Regions from separate parts of the Triticum aestivum genome. Here region 2 is linked to region 1. Evidence: chromatin contacts called from public Hi-C data. All regions are on one chromosome and are shown on one strand. Each heading gives the region's core, a stretch centred on a gene start, on an enhancer-like site or on the middle of the called end of the contact. The rest is flanking DNA. Distances are from core to core; before and after follow the strand shown. Region 1 has its middle 5.2 kb from the start of LOC123163812. Region 2 holds the start of LOC100136974 (serine/threonine-protein kinase STY13).

Region 1 (7,428 bases), core at 1,396-3,895:
AAAACAATGAAAGAGATGAATAAAACCGATGAAAAGGCTAAGAAAACAAAAAAGAGAAAAAACAAAGAAAAAAGTTAGAAAAACGATAAAGAAAATGAAAAAAACAAGCATAAACCAGCGAACTCAGGGAACTCAGCGTTTTCTTTTTGAGAGAATGGTGGAACACGGCGAAAAAGAAAACAAAGCCCAGCGAAGGAAAAAAAATGATGAAAACAGGTCGGCCCAGTAGCTACAACGATCGAGCCCCCAAAACACGACGATACAAGACGCGGCAGTGAAGCTTTCCTACCTACGCATTCCCAGACCCTCAAAAAAAAAACTACGCATTCCCCTCCTAAACTAAACTAAACTAACCCCCTGTCGAGACCACTAATCGCCTCTAAAATCCAGCTAGCAGGAGCAGCGACCCAGACCCAAAAACTTGGCCAGCCTCTCTCTTGCCAGCCGGCCGACGGTTGAGCGGAGTGACGGCGGCCGACGAGAAAGAAATAGTAAGCGCAACCCTAGCACAGCAGACGGTGAAATTGGGCGGAGTGGGCACGACGCACGTACCTCGGCCGGGAGCGGGGCGGCGGCCGGACGGCGGGGAGAATCCGGGAGGGGATTGGCATGTTGTGCCTGCCTGGGAGGCGGCGACTCGGAAGGGAAAGGAAGGGAAGGAAGTCGTGAGTGGAGGAGGAGAGAGAGAGAGATAGATTGATTGAGAAGAAGAGCTCACTGTGGGATAGATTCCCCGTCAACCTCGCTCTCTCTTTTTCTTTTCTTTTTTCACCGTCTTCTTGGTGCGAGCGAGGATAATGTGAGACTTTAACGACCATCTCGTCCCGGTCCTTTGCTCCCGGGCTGGGCGGTTGGTCCGTCGACGGCCCGCAAAAAAGGAAACTCTGATGCAGTTTAATTTCGCAGTACATTCCATGACTTCAAATTTTTTAACTGTCTGGCCCTGGACATAGTGTGGAATCTGTGGAAAGAACACAACAAGAGAACTTTTGAAGCAAAAAGAGGCATCGGCTAATGTGGTTTTCTCCCTGATTAGGGACAAGGTTAAGGCCTTTAGGGCTGCTTGGCGCGAGGGATACCCCTGGTTTTTCTTGTTTCTTTCTTCTTCTTACCTTTATCATGTGCAAATCTTCTTTGTTTTAGCTCTTTCTGCAGGCTACTTTAGCTGTGTGTTTTTTTTGAAGCCAAGCATGTTGTGAGAAAGATAGCAAGAAACATGAAAGTCCAATTCAGAGACGAGCTGTGCAGATAGAAATTCATGTGTCGCGTTCTTCGAATTTCGCTCAACTTACATGATGATAGCGAACCATTTGTGGTGGTTATGTTCATCCTCAAGCTCTTTAAGCGTATTTCTTTGTATCTTTGAGTGCTTGTTTGTCATGGTTTGCTTACGCGGATGTCATTCATTGCTGGACTATTTGTTGAAATTAGCATTGGTTAGCCGGCCGCCGCCTCCCCAAAACTAGGGTTCTTTGCCTTCCACCGGCGCCGGCGCCGGTCCATCCCATCTCCGGTGGCCTTAGGGCCATGGAGGCGGAGTGGATCTCGGCCCTTGCCGGTGGGAGGGCTCCGCTTTCATATCTTTTTTTAAGCTTTGTTAGGGTTTGTGTCCTGCTCAGGAAGGCGAGACGGCGGTGGCTATGTGAAGATGGAATAAAGGTTTCCCCGTCTAGTCCCCGTTCCGGTGATGTGTGTAGCATCATCGGTGGGCGTGTGGAGGTGTGTCTCCGGCGGATCTATCTTTGGTGGATTTGCTCGGATCTGTTCATCGTTCGTCTTCGTTCGTGTGTCTTCAGGTTGGATCCTTTTGATCTACACTCTTCATCTGCGGTGGTTGCTGTTCTGGTGCGTTGGTTCCATGGGGCCTTAGCACGACGACTTCCCGACTATCTACTACAACAATGTTTGCCCGGCTCTGGCGAGGGAGGGGCGATGACAGCGGCGCGCCTTCGGCTCGCTTCAGTGCTTGTAGTCGTCACTAGGTGGTCTACAGTTCTGGATGTAATTTTTATTATTTCTAGTGTCCGTTGTACTATCATGATTGAAGATGAATAGATTGAAAGTTTTTCTGAAAAAAGAAAGAAATTAGCATTGGTTGAGACGTGCAAACTTACTAGTTATGTAAATCTTGTTCTATGGCATTTTTTCGGCAATACCAGCTATCTGTTTCAAACATGCATCAAATCTCGCAAAAAGGAAAAATGAGCTGGCGGTTTGGGTACACGACGATGCATCGATCCTGACCGGGTCAGCTTCAGGCTGGAGGCTGGAGGCTGGAGTGGCCCATACGTGCGTGCAGAGACCGGCGCACGCACGCACGCACCCCCGGGCACGCGACCGGACGACCAATCAGCCAGCGAGCCAGAGAAACGCGTCCGCGGTCTACGCCCGCCCGCCCGTGCTGGCTGGCTGGCTGGCAAGGGCGTCCCGCGCCGCAGATGGCTCCGTTTTCCCTCCCACGGCCACCAAAGACCGAGCGCAAGACGCCGTCCATCCCCTCCCCCGGGCGGGCCGCGCGTGGGTGGAGGAGGAGGAGAGTGGCGACAAGCGAAACCGCGTGGCGCCTCTGCGCCGTGTGGCTGGTGTGGACGCGCGGGTCGGTGGCGAAGCAGAGGGGTCCGACTCGCACGGCGCAAATTTTTCTCCGTCTCCCCCCGCGGACCCGCTCCGGCCCGTGCAGTGCACCCCCGAGTCAACCATGGCCAGCCCAGCTCACTGCACTCCCGTCCATCTTTGGTAAACGGTAATGATGCCTGCTGCGCATGAGCGCGACGCTGCCAGCCAGGCTACCTACGACGCGATGCGTGTCGCCGTCTTTGTTTCGGCCGAAGCTGGACGCATGACAACGTGGACAAGACCACACAAACTCCGAGCTGTTGCCGATCAGTCATCCGTCCGTCCATCGAGCCGAACCTTCCGATCCTAACGAACCTGGGCAGATAGACAGGCAACAGAGATCGCGGCAGGGAGGCGGCCCTTCCCGCCCCGCCCTGCTCGTCGATCGTTACGCGTCGCCCTCCAAGGGCCATGTGCGGTCTTGGATTTTGTTCGGATTTTCGCACGCATGAATGAATGATGAGGCATACCAATCACGTTGGTTAGTTGCCGATTTAATTAGGCAACACTTGACATCGATTCTGCTCGCAGTTCAGTTTGGCGGGCCGGTGGGTGGCTCGTGTCGTGCAGACCTGATTGATTCATCAGGAGGGCACCTGGAATTAGGGGCATGTCTGCCCCTTGTTTTGCAACTTGTCGAGGGGATCCATCGATGATGCCTTCGTTGTGCTCCTCCTCGACCTCTTCGGGGTAGGTTAGGTCCATGTCCAACCACAACAACCTACTGTAGCTACCTAGTATATGCATACCCCGTGTTGCAAGCAACCAGCCTAAACACGCACCGCCTCTTCAATTCCCCGTCTTCTTTTCTTGTCTCACATCCGTCGTGTGGTCACTTTCATCATGGCAACGCGGTTTGTCATAAAGATGGGATGGCCGTGCTCGGTTTCGGCTAATTTTGGCTCGCGACATCCAGCCCTCAAGTCTTCCATATGTTTAATTATGATGATGCCAGGGGGCACATCGCCATAGTGTAACAACCATGGACCGAAATGGCGAGCTCAGCGGTGTCTCTTTTTTTTCTCGAGAAACTTTCAATCTATGCATCTTTAATCATTTTTTTGAAGATAATGCATCTTTAATCATGATAGTATAGAGAACAACGGAAGTAATAAAAATTACAATCATGTCCATGGACCACCTAGCGACCAACATGGTTGTAATTTTTATTACTTCTGTTATTCTTTGTACTGTCATGATTGAAGATGAATAGATTGGGAGTTTCTCGCAAAAAAGAAGAAGAAGAAGCTGTCCTTGGCTTTCTCAATGGCGATGCTATCTCTTATTGCGGCGACGGTGTCTCATCAGGGGTTCTTCGCCGACTGCTTACCTGCAAGGTTTTACCATCACCTTCACCGAATGAGGCCTTTTTTTTGTTTCAGTTTTGGTCTGGGAAAAAATGGAGCTGAAACAAACAACTACTATCTCAGAGCAGCCGTGGAACCACAGCCAAAAGCTGGAGCCTGCCCCCAAAAGTAAGACGTTCTTAAACACTGATATTAGTACTAGTTACCGAAAGATCCTCCGTGTAGTTAGTTATTTTTCGCTAACAAAAAAGTTTACTCCCATTGGCATCCACCTAGCAGCATCACAAAGACCAATCCACTGTCACTGTCCAATAATCCCTCTCTCTCTAATCATGCGCACTAACCACAATCAACCATACACAAAAGCAAGCAAAGCAATTTCTTTTAGAAAAACCCTCTGAGCCCCAATTGCTGCGCGTTGTTGCTGCCGCTGCAGCGGCGGTTTGGGGGGTGTTTGTTTCCAGGGACTTTTTGGTGTAGGGATTAGAAAAAGTCTCTCTTAGAGACTTTTTAACCAAACAGGAGGGACTAGTAGGGACTAAAAGTTGCTTTTTGGGACTAAATAAAGAAGACTCTCAAGGAGAGTCTTTTTTGGGACTTTTCCAACAATGCCTCTCCCTGCACCCATTGCCCCGCCGTCCCATGGTGTTGTTTGGTTGTTATTTTTCTATATATTAGGGGTAACATGGTCATTTAATAACCTCTAGTGAGGGACTAGGGACTTTTTAGTCCCTGAAAACAAACAGGGAGGGACTATTTAGGGACTAGAGACTTTTTAGTTGGGACTAGAAAAAGTCATAGGACTTATGAACCAAATAGGGCCAAAGTACGAAATTGAACGTAGATGGCAGCTATGTACATGCTACATGAGCTGCAGGAGGAGGCTTGGTTCTCCGCTCGGATCGCGGCGAAATTATATTCACTGCTTGTAGGGAGATTCGTACCTGCGACAATAGTCTCCATGCTGAACTAGCGGCTTGTAGGGAGGGCCTTGAGCTTGCACTACACCGGACTAAGCTCCCTATTGCAATCGAGATGGATAGTATCGAAGCCGTCAAAATGATAAAGGCCACGTGGGTTGACAGGTCGAAATTTCATGTACTCGTTGAGGAGATCAAGAGGATGGTCACTGATGACCCTAGGGAGATTTCTATTAATGCTATTAGTCGTTCGCAAAATAAAGTTAGTCATGAGCTCGCTGCATATGGTAGAAGTACTCCTCGTACTGCAGTTTGGCTGGGCTCAGGCTTAAGCAATATTGTTATCATGGTATTAGCTGACTTGCCTCCTTGAGTTAATAGAAATTTCCCCTTTTCCCGCAAAAAAAAGACCGTCCGAGCGCAGGAAAGAATGACCGGAGCCGTCCACCCCCCGGGCCCGCCGGGGCTGCGTGGGTGGAGTCCGGAGAGTGGCGACAAGCGAAACCGCGTGGCGCCGTGCGGCAGGTCGGTGGCAAGGCAATGAGAGCAACTCCAATGGGGCGACCCATTTCGTCCGCCCGCGTCCGTTTGGGTCGGCGCGGACAAAAGTGGCGGCCCAACGCGCCGACCCAAACGGACGCGCATCCGTTTTTCGTCCGCTGGCGACCCATTCCAGGCCCAATTTTGAGACGGATTTGCGTCGGCGCGGACGCGAGACGGACGCGCGCGCGCGCCTACTCCTCTCCCCGGGCCCGCCAGTCGGTGGCAGCCACCAACATTCCCCCCATTTTCCCCAAAAACGCTCCCGCCCGCGCGTGTCCCCGCCCCCCAACCAGCCATGGAGTTCGCCATCGACCTCGACCTCGACGCCGCTACCGGCCTCGCCTCGTCCGGCGCCGTCGCCCCCTCCGGGAAAGGCAAGCCTCGTGCCCCGCGCAAGACCGCCGCCGCGACCAAGTCGAAGAAGGCGCTGACGCCCGAACAGCGGGCAAGGGAGTCGGCCAAGAGGAAGGGCCGGAGGCACGCCGCGGACGCGAGAGATGAGGCCGCCACGCAGGCCGCCGCCGTCGCCGCCGCGCAGCAGGAGTTCACCAACGCCCGCGTCGCCGCAGCAACGAGGGAGGCGCTCTACATGCTAGGGGTAAACCCTAGCCAGCACAGCGTCCTCCAAGCCGCCGTCGCTGCGGCCAGCACCGGCTCGTCGGCGTTTCCTCGGATGGTGCTGCCCGACTCACCCAACGCGTCGACTTGCAACCCGGTCCCCGGCTTCCACGTCTACCCGCAGGCCTCCTGCCTCTCCAGGGAGTGCTCACCCGACGTGAGCGTGGCCGCGCCTTCCACGCCCGCGCCCGCGCCCATCGACCTCAGCGCCACCCCGGTGGTCGGTGGCTCGTCGTCCGGCGGCACGAGGAAACACGCGCGACAGACGCCGGCCAGCGGGCTCCTAGACGCCCGTAACCTGTTCGAGGAAATGCCGTCCGCCGTCGACGAGGACTACATGCAAAACCTCATCTTCGAGGGTGGTGCGCCAGGCGTTGGCTAAGATCCCGACGAGACACAAAGCCAGGACGGCCGCGGGGCGTTCACGCCGACCACTGGCTATGATCCCGATCAGGCGGCCTTCATGCGTGATCAGGTCGGCATCGACCTGGACGGCTTCCCCCTCGACCACGAGTTCCCGGAGGACTATGGGCTAGAGGAAGAGGACGAGTGCGACATCGAAGTGGAGCCTTTGTTCGAGGACGAGCTCGCCAACCAAACCGCCGGTCCTAAGCCGAAGCGCAAGAGCAAGCGCACGAAGGCGTACACAGCTGCCCGAGGACAAGCTTCTTTGCGAGTGTTGGCGAGACATTGGACAAGACCCAAAGACGGGCGCCGAGCAAAAGCATTCAACCTTTTGGACTCGTGTGCACCGCGAGTTTCATGAGCGCAAGAAGTTTCCACCTTACCAATTTGTGAGCACGCGCGGGTGGGTCTCCATTTCCAAGCGGTGGAGGGTGATCCAACAAGAGTGCAACAAGTTTTGCGCCACCCTTGAGAGCGTCAAGGCCCGCCCCTTGAGCGGCATCGGCGTGCAAGACATGGTATGATAGCAAGCAAGCTGCCCTCTTTTGTGCCATAAAGAGCATTCTTTTACGTCTTCATTTGCTACCACTTGCCCATATGCTTGCATGGAAACATTTTGTAGGCATTTCAAGCTTTGGAGGCATTCAAGGTTCAACACAATGGCAAGCGCTTCAACCTCTCCCATTGCTATCGGGTCATCAAGGACGAAGAGAAGTTCAAGGCACAATATGCCGCACTCAAGGCACGTGGGGGGAAGGGCGCCGTGGAGGATGTTGGGGAGGGCGAGCCGGCACGGCCGCGGGGGAAGACCAACTCCAAGAAGGAGGACAAGCGAGATGCGGCCACCAACGCCTTGATCGCAAGCGTGGACGGCATGATGAATAAGAAGGACTCAAGGGAGGAGGAGCGCCGACGTTTCAAGGCGGAGCAAATGGATGCTTTCATGGAGATCCAAAGGAGGAGGCTTGATCTTGACGCTGAGAAGCAAGCCAAGATGTTCGAGCTCGAGACGGAGAAGC
Region 2 (6,786 bases), core at 1,191-3,690, 170 kb before region 1:
AACATACCAGATAGCATCCTTCCAAGAAAACAGAAAACATACAAGGTAGCATCATCCATATTTTGGCAAACAATCACTCCAACCCATGCAACCAAGACAAGATAGTAGAAAGCAGCAATGAAGAACCTAGCTTACCCCAGGGCAGCCATCAGACCTTCGGATAGGCAGGCACACGCAACGCCCAGGTGTATCAGTGTGGTCTGTACATCGAGATTGCGTCGCCTCCTTTCCCATCCTCGTTCTTCTTCCCATTTTTCATTTTCTGGTACTCTGTATCCTGGCACTAGTCTCAGTCGGTGGTCATGGGCTCGGAGATGCAGCAGCGGAACCGTGCCTTACGGACATTGCTGACAACGTCCGTTTCAGCAGCCTCGAGCATGGTCACGACCTCGTTGAATGATGGGCGGACTTCAGGGTTTGCATCCCAGCAACGGGTCATGATATGGCTTAGAGCGGGCAGGCAATCTTGTGGGATCGCAGGACGAGCGTTCTTGTTCACCACAGCAAAAGCCGCCTGAACCGCTGTCATGTTTGTGAAGGGGAGCATGCCGGTCATGAGCTCCCACAGCACAATCCCAAAGCTATACACGTCGACCTTATGATCATAAGGCCTGTGCTGGATCATCTCCCTGTTAAGGCAAAAGACATCAGCATATCTGAGAGACATTTGCACACAAAAAAAACATCGGTAGTGGATGCAATTGACTTACGGTGCCATCCAGCGGTAGGTTCCTGTCTCTGGAGTCATTCCCTCGGTTTTTACCTCAATTCGAGCAACTCCAAAGTCTGCAATCTTGATGGATTTGTCTGCTGAAATTAGAAGATTATCTGACTTCAGATCCCTGTGAATAAATCCCAGGGCATGCACATATGCCATTCCTCTGGCAACATCAAGCGCTTGTTTCACTGCCAATCTCAGGGGCACAGACTTGGTCTGCCTTCGGGCAAGGAACTGCCTGACAGAGCCACCTTTTGCATATTCAGTAATGATACACCAAACAATCGACTTCCTGCATGCCCCGATGAACCTTACGATATTTGGGTGCCTCAACGTGGAAAGCATCATAACTTCTTGCACAAACTGCTGTTCCATCAACTGTGCTCTCTCTAGGTCATTCTCAGGCTTCTCCAGCAGCTTAATGGCAACATCTTCCCCATTGTATGTTCCCCGATACAGCTTCCCAAAGGCCCCCTGAGCAAAAGGAGCCCCCATGTCCAGCTTCCCCAGATCAATGGTCCACGCCTCATAGTTAGTGAGTATCTCCGTCGGATGAGTGGGGTCCATCAAAACCCGAGCCAACGCATCCTCCTTGAGAACAGAGGCAGCAGCCTTGTTGGGATAGATGACGCTGTTGCAAACCGAATAGTTCGGTGTGGGAACGTCACGGAGGCCCGGGTGGTTGAGCATGACGGTGCGGGACTCGTTGGAGGCCACGCTGCTGTTATCCACCGACATGGCGACCGAGCCGCCGACATAGTTCATCGAGTTCATGTTGTCCGTGCTGTCCACCGACATGTGGGAGCTCTCCCCGACCTTGTGGTAATACGGCATGTCGTAGAAGCCGTTGCTCTCGTTCTCCAGCTTCCCCCTGCCGCCACCGATGCCAGCGCCGCCCAGCATATTGTGGAACCTTGCCCCCTCAATCATCTTTCAAAGATGCAACACACACCGATGGCAGGGTTTCTGAAAATGATCTGTTCTCCAGCAATGAAATGGTCCCTGCATATATAACCAGGACAGAGTATATTACTGCCTATATCTAAATGTGCAACACATATAACCTAACCTACACAGGACAAGGTAAATCTGGCCCATTGCACGGCTGTGGAGTATGGATAGCAGGCCCCAAAATCCATCCAGCAGCAGCAGCAAATTTAACCTATGTTGACACAGACCAAATTGAGCTTCACCCACGCGACCGATGCAAGGCGTGGCACCGAAGCTTCCCTACCTACGCATTCACCCCTAAACCAACCAAAACTAACCCACAGAGGTTAAAAGCAGGGGGGCTCGCCCAAAAAATGGCAACTCGGCCCTCCCCCCTGCCGAGACCGCCAATCGCCTCCAAAATCAAGCAGGCGGGAGTGGCGACCGAGCCTCAAAAACTAGGCCAGCCTCTCTCGCCGGCCGGCCGACGGACGGATGAGCGGAGCGGCGGCGGCCGACGAGAAGGAAATAGTAAGCGCAACCCTAGCACAGCAGGCGGTGAAATTGGGCGGACTGGGCGCGGCGGACGTACCTCGGCCGGGAGCGGGGCGGCGGCCGGAGGAGGGGGAGGGGAGCGGCGGGGGCGGCCGGACGGCGGGGGGAATCCGGGGGCGGATTGGCGTGCTGTGCCTGCCTGCGAGGCGACGACTCGGAAGGGAAGGGAAGTCGGGAGTGGAGGGGAGAAAGAGAGAGAGAAGAACAGCTCACTGTGGGATGGATTCCCCGTCGGCCTCGCTCTCCCTTTTTCTTCTCTTTCTTTTTTTCACCGTCGTCTCGGTGCGAGCGAGGATAATGTGAGAGAGAGTTCGACGGCCCATCTCGGCCCGGCCTCCGCTCCTGGGCCGGGCAGCTGGCCCGTCGACGGCCCGCCTCTGCTGCAGTTTAATTTCGCAGTACAGTCCGTGGCTTCAATTTTTTTAACAGTCACCGGGGGAGAGCTCTCCATCTGGATCTGATCTCTTTTAAAGAAAAACATGTCAGTTTATAAGAGAATCGGGTTAATAACGTGAGCAAGTTGACCCCGTTTATGAGAAAAACCGGGACCAAAAACCGTACATGTAACAGGGGTAAAAATGAGAAAGAAAAAAAAAGGGTGTCCAGAAGAAGGCACAACCTAGCTAGAAAACACAAGGACCATCATGACAAGAGGCACAGGTAGATGCGACGTGCCGTCGAGGGATCACACTACCAAAATTTTACAAGTTACATGACAAACATCTTGAAACATGCAAGATAATTTACTAGCAACAGGCCATACCTTCCTTTTCTAATCAAGAATTTCATTGCCGTTGTCCCGGTAATCAGACCCTCCGTTCATTTCCTGTCGCCGCTGATGTTGCATAGAGCTTCCTTGCTGGTCTGCACCCGAATAATCGATGCCACCAGCGCCACCATGAATCTGATCTTCTCCACCAACGCCATCGTGACCCGGTCGCCGCCACCAGCGCCACCATGAATCCGATCTTCTCCACCGACGCCATCGTGACCCGGTCGTCGCCACCACGGGTCAAGTGTCACCGCCGCCGAAAAGAGGGTGGAATTTGGGTGTGATTTTACCTCTCCACGGAGGGGAACCACCGAATCGAACATCGCCGCCGACCAACATCGGCTCTGCTTACCAATTTGTCAGATCCAATTGAAATCAAGAGGGCCGTCAATTATAGTAGGTAATTGAATCTGTCTATGCTCTAGCCTTTCGGCTGAAATGGGGAATGAAAAGCATAAAACGCAACCTAGCCACAACCCGATGTTTATATAGGCGGGAATTAACCCAGACAGGTAAGTGAAGGTAACCACAATAACGACAACTGGATGGTAAACAGTAGAGATAAGATCTCATACATTGAGCAACATCCAAACAATACGGAGCGAGGGGGCGGCCTAATTCATGAAGCGGTATCTGAAGAAATAGACAGACTCTGGATATGAACGGAACTTCGTCAGTTACCTAACACCTCCGTTGTTCCTGGGCCGAGCAGCCGGGCCTGTGACACCATCGACAGCCCGGCCCGCGTAAATCTACACCACCCAATTAATCAAGGCATGCTTGTGCTCAAACAAAAAAAAAGCAAGGCCTGCTAATCCCGCATCGGTAGAGACCATCGTCCAGCAGTCCTGTCCCTGCCGAGGGAGCCGGATCCTCTAACATTACGGAGAGAAGTCAGGGCTTGACATCCCTTGAGGAAAACAACTTGATATTCATTAAATCAAGAACTTTCAAAGCATGAGCACACACAATTCCTACTGTCTCGAACTGCCCACAACTACATGAAGCCGTTTGTTGGTGATTGTCTCCAACAACTTTGTATTCTTCTTCAAATGTTGCATATTTCCCATCAACACGCCTTCCAATCTTAATCATGTATTCATTGTCTCCGGGTAGTATATGAGCACATGCTGCCATTGACATCCCATATTCGGTTTGTAGCTTCAAATGTAGCAGGAGTATAAAGACTACTGACTTGTTGCAACATTGGAGTGGGGATTTTGATTCTAGGTAGACTCTTCCTACACTCGTACTCTGGATTTATATTAGTGTCTCTTTTCACTTTCACGGCTCTTTCAAAATGATGAACAAGGCGGTTGATATCTAAATATGAATTGAGATGGTTCTTTAGGTCATTGTTCAACCTGTAGGAATCTGGGAGGGGATTGGGGGGCTCTTGTTGCATGCGTGCTTGCCTGCGAGGCGACGACTCAGAAGGGAGGAAGTTGGGAATGGAGGGGGAGAGAGAGAGAGGAAGAAGAAGAACTCACTGTGGGATGGATTCCCCGCCGGCCTCCCTCTCTCTTTTACTTTCCTTTTTCACCATCTCGGTGCGAGCAAAGATAATGTGAGATTTTAGCGGCCTAGCCCTCTGCTCCTGGGCCGGCAACTGGTCCGCCGACAACCCGCAAAAACAAAAAATCTACTGTAGTTTAATTAATTATGTTTTTCTAAAAAAAGTTTAATTAATTACTATTAGGGCAAATTTCTCCCTTAGTGGTTTTGGTCATTGATGACAATGTGTTTTGCGGACTAACCATGTGCATTGAGTTTTCAGAGATTATTAAATGGCACAAGATGGTTTGTTTCCCATCGGTGATTTGAAGGAAATATGCCCTAGAGGCAATAATAAAGTTGTTATTTATATTTCCTTATATCATGATAAATGTTTATTATTCATGCTAGAATTGTATTAACCGGAAACTTAGTACATGTGTGAATACATAGACAAACAGAGTGTCACTAGTATGCCACTACTTGACTAGCTCGTTGAATCAAAGATGGTTAAGTTTCCTAGCCATAGACATGAGTTGTCATTTGATTAACGGGATCACATCATTAGAGAATGATATGATTGACTTGACCCATTCCGTAAGCTTAGCACTTGATCGTTTAGTATATTGCTATTGCTTTCTTCATGACTTATACATGTTCCTATGACTATGAGATTATGCAACTCCCGAATACCGGAGGAACACTTCGTGTGCTACCAAACGTCACAACGTAACTGGATGATTATAAAGGTGCCCTACAGGTGTCTCCGATGGTACTTTTTGAGTTGGCATAGATCAAGATTAGGATTTGTCACTCCGATTGTCCGAGAGGTATCTCTGGGCCCTCTCGGTAATGCACATCACTATAAGCCTTGCAAGCAATGTGACTAATGAGTTAGTTGCGGGATGATGCATTACGGAACGAGTAAAGAGACTTGCCGGTAACGAGATTGAACTAGGTATTGAGATACCGACGATCGAATCTCAGGCAAGTAACATACCGATGACAAAGGGAACAACGTATGTTGTTATGCGGTTTGACTGATAAAGATCTTCGTAGAATATGTGGGAGCCAATATGAACATCCAGGTTCCGCTATTGGTTATTGACCGGAGACGTGTCCCGGTCATGTCTACATAGTTCTCGAACCCGTAGGGTCCGCACGCTTAACATTCGGTGACGATCGGTATTATGAGTTTATGTGTTTTGATGTACTGAAGATAGTTCGGAGTCCCGAATGTGATCACGGACATGACGAGGAGTCTCGAAATGGTCGAGACATAATGATTGATATATTGGACGACTATATTCGGACACCGGAAGTGTTCCAGGTGATTTCGGAGAAAACCGGAGTGCCGGAGGGTTACCGAAACCCCCCCGGGAGAACTAATGGGCCACATGGGCCTTAGTGGAGAGAGAGAGAGGGCCGGCCAGGGCAGGCCGCGTGCCCCCTCCCCCTCTGGTCCGAATTGGACTAGGGAAGGGGGGCGGCACCCCCCTTTCCTTCTCCCGCTCCTCCTTCCTTTCCCCCTCCTAGTAGGAGTAGGAAAGGGGAGTCCTACTCCTACTAGGAGGAGGACTCCTCCTCTCCTGGCACGCCCCAAGGGCCGGCCGTCCTCCCCCTTGCTCCTTTATATACGGGGGCAGGAGGGCACCCTAGAACACACAAGTTGATTGTTTCCGGCCGTGTGCGGTGCCCCTCCACCATAATCCGCCTCGGTCATATCGTCGTAGTGCTTAGGCGAAGCCCTGCGCCGGTAGCTTCATCATCACCGTAATCACGCCGTCGTGCTGACGAAGCTCTCCCTCGACATTCTGCTGGATCGTGAGTTCGTGGGACGTCACCGAGCCGAACGTGTGGAGATCGCGGAGGTGCCGTACTTTTGGTACTAGGATCGGTCAATCATGAAGACGTACGACTACATCAACCGCGTTGTCATAATGCTTCCGCTTTCGGTCTACGAGGGTACGTGGACAACACTCTCCCCTCTTGTTACTATGCATCACCATGATCTTGCGTGTGCGTAGGATTTTTTTGAAATTACTATGTTCCCCAACAGTGGTATCAGAGCCAGGTTTATGCGTAGATGTCATATGCACAAGTAGAACACAAGTGATTTGTGGTCAATAATAGTCATACTGCTTACCAGCATGTCATACTTTGATTCGGCGGTATTGTTGGATGAAGCGGCCCGGGCCGACATTACGCGTACGCTTACACAAGACTGGTTCTACCGACGAGCTTCACACACAGGTGGCTGGCGGGTGTCAGTTTCTCCAACTTTAGTTGAATCGAGTGTGGCTACGCCCGGTCCTTG

Evidence for each region. A called contact is a pair of places that touch in the nucleus more often than the background predicts.
Region 2: a Hi-C map of leaf shows a contact between it and region 1, with 5 times the contacts expected there. The contact joins the promoter of LOC100136974 here to the enhancer-like site in region 1. A contact is called at or near these places in 2 of 5 Hi-C or Micro-C datasets (both in leaf).

What each region holds. Positions count from the first base shown.
Region 1 is chr7D:589,121,663-589,129,090 of IWGSC CS RefSeq v2.1, reverse strand. No RefSeq gene overlaps it. Among protein-coding and RNA genes, the nearest start is that of LOC123163812, 5.2 kb to the right of the region's middle. Within about 2 kb of position 2,645, at least 6 of the 8 cell types and tissues checked have an H3K27ac peak or open chromatin away from gene starts, as enhancers often do. A contact at or near this core is called in leaf, where this site is marked.
Region 2 is chr7D:589,291,136-589,297,921 of IWGSC CS RefSeq v2.1, reverse strand. It overlaps LOC100136974 (serine/threonine-protein kinase STY13), which reads right to left and starts at 2,440. Exons shown (of 3, transcript XM_044586215.1): 1 at 2,241-2,440; 2 at 711-1,720; 3 at 1-629. The coding sequence starts at 1,648. The coding sequence ends at 290.